Regions from separate parts of the Mus musculus genome. Here region 1 is linked to region 2. A link is a contact called in public Hi-C data. All regions are on one chromosome and are shown on one strand. The core of a region is the stretch at or near the end of the contact, and the rest is flanking DNA. Distances in the headings are between cores, read along the strand shown.

What was found. A called contact is a pair of places that touch in the nucleus more often than the background predicts.
Region 1: a contact with region 2 is called in a Hi-C map of liver, with 1.6 times the contacts expected there. The contact joins the promoter of Dock9 here to the enhancer-like site in region 2. A contact is called at or near these places in 1 of 39 promoter capture datasets (macrophages), 10 of 484 Hi-C or Micro-C datasets (brain, brown adipocytes, cerebral cortex and 6 more), 4 of 115 datasets of contacts at active chromatin or transcription factors (embryonic fibroblasts, embryonic stem cells, heart atrium and 1 more) and 2 of 9 other capture datasets (adipose tissue and embryonic stem cells).

What each region holds. Positions count from the first base shown.
Region 1 is chr14:121,696,851-121,699,718 of GRCm38.p6, reverse strand. It overlaps Dock9 (dedicator of cytokinesis 9), which reads left to right and starts at 1,302. Exons shown (of 54, transcript NM_001081039.1): 1 at 1,302-1,525. The coding sequence starts at 1,406.
Region 2 is chr14:121,662,731-121,665,827 of GRCm38.p6, reverse strand. All of the region lies in intron 3 of Dock9 (dedicator of cytokinesis 9), which reads left to right. Among named protein-coding and RNA genes, the nearest start is that of Dock9, 34 kb to the left of the region's middle. Within about 2 kb of position 1,712, at least 3 of the 459 cell types and tissues checked have an H3K27ac peak or open chromatin away from gene starts, as enhancers often do. A contact at or near this core is called in liver, where this site is marked.

The DNA of each region.
Region 1 (2,868 bases), core at 53-2,552, 34 kb before region 2:
TTTTTTTTTTCCATTTTTTATTAGGTATTTAACTCATTTACATTTCCAATGCTATACCAAAAGTCCCCCATATCCACCCACCCCCACTCCCCTGCCCACCCACTCCCCCTTTTTGGCCCTGGTGTTCCCCTGTACTGGGGCATATAAAGTTTGCAAGTCCAATGGGCCTCTCTTTCCAGTGATGGCCGACTAGGCCATCTTTTGATATATATGCAGCTAGAGTCAAGAGCTCCGGGGTACTGGTTAGTTCATAATGTTGTTCCACCTATAGGGTTGCAGATCCCTTTAGCTCCTTGGCTACTTTCTCTAGCTCCTCCATTGGGGGCCGTGTGACCCATCCAATAGCTGACTGTGAGCATCCACTTCTGTGTTTGCTAGGCCCCGGCCTAGTCTCACAAGAGACAGCTACATCTGGGTCCTTTCAATAAAATCTTGCTAGTGTATGCAATGGTGTCAGCGTTTGGATGCTGATTATGGGGTGGATCCCTGGATATGGCAGTCTCTACATGGTCCATCCTTTCATCTCAGCTCCAAACTTTGGCTCTGTAACTCCTGATAGCAGACTTCTGCAAGAACATCTGTGTATCTCTCTTCTTCAGGATATCTTTGGACTTCCCATCTTTTTCCTATTCTTGAGGGAAGAGACTTTCTGCTTTACGTTTCCACTCTGACCTTCTCCATCCTTTAACACTGGGCACACTACATCCTGGCACACACACGTTGTTGTGTGCAAAGAAAATGTCCATGGTAAATGCTTTGGCTGCATTATTAATTTATTCAGCATTACGGTATCATCTCCCTGGCATAAAACAGATACATGAGTTTGTCTGCTGCTGTCTGTCCTGCAAGGAGAAATGATTTCTTGAACTGTACCTCCTGGGAACACCCTTGCTTGCTCGTTTGGTCCTGCTTTGATCAGGAGCCAAGTTCTTGGTGCTTAGCCATAACACAAATGAAAGCGTTTTGAAACTGCAACTTTTAGACCAGCCAGGCGACCTAGCTGGGGGCTTCAGATCGGAAGTCCTTATGAGGGAGCCTCGCTGGGATCGGCAGGCTTCCTTCTCAATGCTGCACTATTTGGATTCACATTGATTTGGCCCACGCTGTGTGGAACAGACACAATGAGGCTGGTCTTTCATTGCAGAGGCAGTACACTGTGTATTGTTCTGTTTGGGGGTTGTTTTTCTTTGGCCAGCGAGCAGGAGCCTCCCATTCTCCTAGCTGTAGTAACACCCCTAGAGGCTGGCCTTCTCGGTCATGCCTTCCCCACCCCTCAGGCTCTGCACTTCCAGTGCCTGGGAAACAGGCTTCAGGCTTCCTTTCCTTTCTCTGGCCAGCGGTGCGGCTGGTGGGGGACTCTCAGCTGTCCCTGCTGCAGGCTTTCTGACAGTGGTCTGTGTGGAGAATGCAGGCTGAGAAGTACAGGACGAGCGGTAGAAGTGACAAGAAGGAGTTGGTCATCGAGTCCCCCCTGCAGTACAAGGATGCAGCTCAGGCAGACGTGGAGGCAGAGAGCTCCACATTGGTAAGAGTCCCGTCCTGTCGCCCTGTCCCGGGACCGTGACTGCTTCTGAATGAGTCAGTGACCCACCGCATCCCGCTGCTCTTTCTGACTTTCCGACTTGCTCCTTTCTGACTTGCTCCGCCTGTCTCTAGGAAACCCTTATCTCTACCTTTCCTTATAGACTGGCCTGAAGTCTACTTCCATCCTTCCTCAGGAAAGAAATGTTGACGTTTGTGGGTGAACAGGTTTCTGGGAGGAGCTTTGCATAAAACAATTTAGTATTGTTCAAAAATTTTGTCACACCTAGCCACAACGATTTTTTTTTTTCAGAAGTCAACTGGGCGGGGGTTTTAACAGCACCCTGGGAGTTGGAAAGGAAGTATTTTGCAGACTTAAACCCTTCTGTGCATTGTCTATTTATGTCAGTGAGAAAACAAGGCAGGTAGGTGCTGAGGAGTGCACGCCGGTCTCTTCCCCTTGTTTATTTTTATCAGGGGCGTTTGTGTTGAACAGAGTCAGAAAGAATCTCAGCTGACAGCAAAGTTGATGTTTTAGCATTAGCCAAACCCATAGTAGTTTGAACAAACTCAAGTGCCTTCTTAGACTCTGGAAGGGAAGACCATGTAAAGTAATTGTGTTGTTAACCGTCAATGAGTAGGCTGTGCTTCCCGTTTGGAATTTCTTTAGTACAATAAAGGCACATAATTTTTTAAAGCAAGCTGCAGAAACCACCAGCGTGCTCTGCCGAGGGGACAATTGAGCCTTTCACACGGGCTGTTAAAGGGATTGTCAAGCTAGTGCCTAGTACCTCTGTGTAGCTTTCCCCACCCCAAACATGGAAGTTCAGTTGTGGCTGCTCTAGTGCTCTAGTGTTTGGTTTCCAGTTTACTGCACTGGCAATTAACAGCTGTGAGGGTGGGAGCTTAAACTCTCCAAGAGCATATTTCACCCTGACCGAATCGCTTTCCTTTGTGATGAGGGGGGTTAACTTACTTGTATTGCGCCGCCTTCAAAACTGTACTGCTTGTTCTTGACTGAAAGTCAGTCAAATAAGTTGGCTCCCCCTCCCACCCCACCCCGCCACACGCACACAGTTCATTTTTAACATACAGATTTACTGCCTCCGCCCCTTTTCTGGAATATAAAGTTTACAGTTGTTTGCTCCCTATCTTCAAGCCTGATAGATAGCTCATTGTATCATCGTGGCTTGAGTCACCTGCATGCCTCCTAGGGTGAAATCCTAGAGTGGAAGATGAAGGATGTTGTGTGGTTTGGGTTTCCTGGGTGGATATCCTGAAATGTGTTTGTTCTCTCGTGGTTCTCTGGATGGGCAGAAATCGTTACCGGAAGAACTAAGTAGCTTG
Region 2 (3,097 bases), core at 463-2,962:
CAGTGCCCATAACTAGACAGGCAACAGTGCTTTTGAATGAAGCTGAGGTAATTTGGAATATTTGCTGCTTTTTTTTTTTTTTTTGCAGTTTCTTGTAATTTTACAGTGTGTGTGTGCGCGCGCGTGCGCGCGGGTGCATGTACGTGTACACAAATGCGTAAGACAGTACACACATGGAGATCTAAAGACAACTTTCAAGAGCTTATTCTCTTCTACCATGGGGCTTCAGGGGGGTGAACTCAGGATATCAGGCTTGGTGACCAGTCCCTTTATTGCTGAGTCCTTATTATACAGTTTCTTATAATTTTAAATATTTATAATTCCCCATTTTGCTTAAGATTGTGAACATGTCGGAATTCCAATATTTCATTCGTGAAAAATATTCATACTCTTCACTTTTGTCTCTACCCCTTGCTTTTAGTTAGCTGGGTGCACACTGTCCCTCAGGATGTCCCTCAGGATGTCCCTCAGTTAGATCCTCAGTGACAGCAGCTGCAGTTCTTGATGCTCAGAGCATCATGACCCAATAATGAGAAAGGGCGTGTGCCACACAGAGCCAGGCCCACCTGCATGGGGGCCGCTGTGGAAAACCTGGAACCGTGTGCGACTTTCAAACCTTACTTGGTGGCGTTGGAATGTAAATTTGAATGTTCATACCTGATGCCCAGGTGTGAAAGTATTGCCGGAAACTGTGAAAAGTATTCCTAAGGATACAGTAACATTAAAATGTTTACAGTTACATAGTCAAAGGAGAATGCTCACCTCCCCTGACTCTGCTCTTCCTTCTTCTCTCATTTTCTTTCACCTTCAAGGAATAATCTAGAATACCCATACTTCCTTCCCTTTGCATCTTTTCAAGAAAAATGCTTACTGGGGGGGTGGGGGGGGGCGGGAGAAAAAAACAAAGCAAGCACCCATTGTTGTTTCTGTTGAGTTGGTGGCTGCTCAGGTGGAGGTTGTGACGCAGACAAAACAATTGATGCCAATGAAGTGGAATAAGAATAGGGGCTTTGTTCAAAAAACATTATTCGTGAGCCGTTTTTTTCTGTTTTACAATCTTTATTATTATTAATTAAAAAATTGATTTACTTACATCCTAATATTAGCCCCCTTCTCCTCCCAGAACACCCCATCCTCCCTACTCCCCCTCCCCTTCTCTTCTGAGAATGGGGACCCCTCCCCCAGATCCTCCCTCCCCTGGCTCATCAAGTCATTGAAGGACTAGAGATATCCTCTCTCACTGAGACTGGACAAGGTGGCCCAGTGGATAGCCCTTTCTTCAGACCCACATGACACCCAAGCTGCTCATCTGCTACATATGTGTGCAGTGGGGTGAGGCCTACGTCCAGCCCATGCTTGCTCTTTGGTTGATGGTTCAGTCTCTGGGAGACCCCAAGGGTCCAGGTTATTTGACTCTGTTGGACTTCCTGTGGAGTTCTATCCTCTTTGGGGTCTCTCAACTCTCCCACAAGAGTCCCTGGGCTCCATCTAATATTCGCCTATGGGTCTCTGCATCTCTTTCCACTGGCTGCTGAGTAGAGCCTCTCAGAGGACCCTTATGCTAGGCTCCTGTCTGTAAGCATAGCAGAGTATCATTAATAGTTAATTTAATAGTTAATCATTAACAATCAGGGATTGGTTCTTGTCCTTGGGATGGTTCTCAATTTGAGCCAGTCATTGGTTGTCCATTCCCTCTGTGTCTATTTTTGTCCCTGCATGTCTCATAGGCAGGCTATAACTTGGGTCTAAGGTTTTGTGGGTGGATTGCTGTCCTTATCCCTCCACTGGGAGGCCTGCCTGGCCACAGAAGGTAGGCCGAGCCAGTTTAAAAAAAAATAGGTATAACACAAATACATCTTTGTTGGTTTTCATGTGTTCTTTTTCTCTATCAGTTTTGTGTATGTCAAGAGCTGATTAGAATCTCACAGCCACCCAAGAAGGTAGAGGAAGGACACCCTGCTGGCCCCTTGTAGTCATGTAGTGAGGTAGTTCTGATATAGTATGTGAACCATAGTGACACTAGAAGAAGCCTTAGCAGTGAAGTGAGTGCCACGTATAGTACACATGCAAGCTCATGTGCACGCGCACACACATGCATGCACACACACATGGATGTACATGCATGCACATGACCATGACCATGTACACACAAAGGTACACAGGTAAAGAGGTCATGGGGCCGTGTGAGTTGAAGTCTACATCTTTCCTGCGCATAATCTCACTCTATCACTTACGAATGTGAAGAAAACTGAGGACAAATTTAAATGGTTTTAGTAACTAACAGCACTAGTTCTAAAGTTGGTATCATGAAGTGTCTAGGTTCACACATGATATTCTCGCTCATGTCCCAGTAGAGAAACATATGGCCTCTTCCACCACCATGCAGTAGATGGCTCAGCAGGTAAAGGCACCTGCTGCTAAGCCTGCTGACCTGAGTCTGGTCTTCCAGATCTGCGTGGTAGAAGGAGAGAATCAACTTTGGCAAGTTGACCCCTAGCTTCTCCATGAGTACAACGGCATGTGCTTCCCCCCCCCACACACACACAAGTAAATCATATGCAACTGTCTTGGTAACCCTTCCACTGACTGCTGTAGTAAGACGCCATGATGAAGGTAGCTTATAGAGGAGTGAGTTTACTGGGAGCTTACAGTTCGGAGGGTGAGTGCATGGCCATCGTGGTGGGGAGCATGGTGGCAGGTGTGGTACTGAGACAGTAACTGAGAACTTACATCTTGATTCACATGTATGAGCCTGAGTGTGAGATTTTGGCAATGGTGCAGGCTTTTCAAACTTCAAAGCTCTACCCCATCCTGTGGCATACCTTGTCTGACAATGCCACGCCTCCTAAGCCTTCTCAGACAGTTCCACCAACTAGCAACCAAACATTTAAATATATGAGCCTGTGGGGGCATTCTCATCCAAACCATCATAGCAACATAAAACATTTCTTATAAAAACAAATGATTATAAGCCGGGAATAGTTATTGCTATTTCAGTGTTGCCATAGAAAAGCTGCTGTCAGATTGTTGATATTGATAACGACACAGTTGCTCCCGAGGGTCGTGTTTCACTGGTTCAGAGTCTGGTGTCTCACAG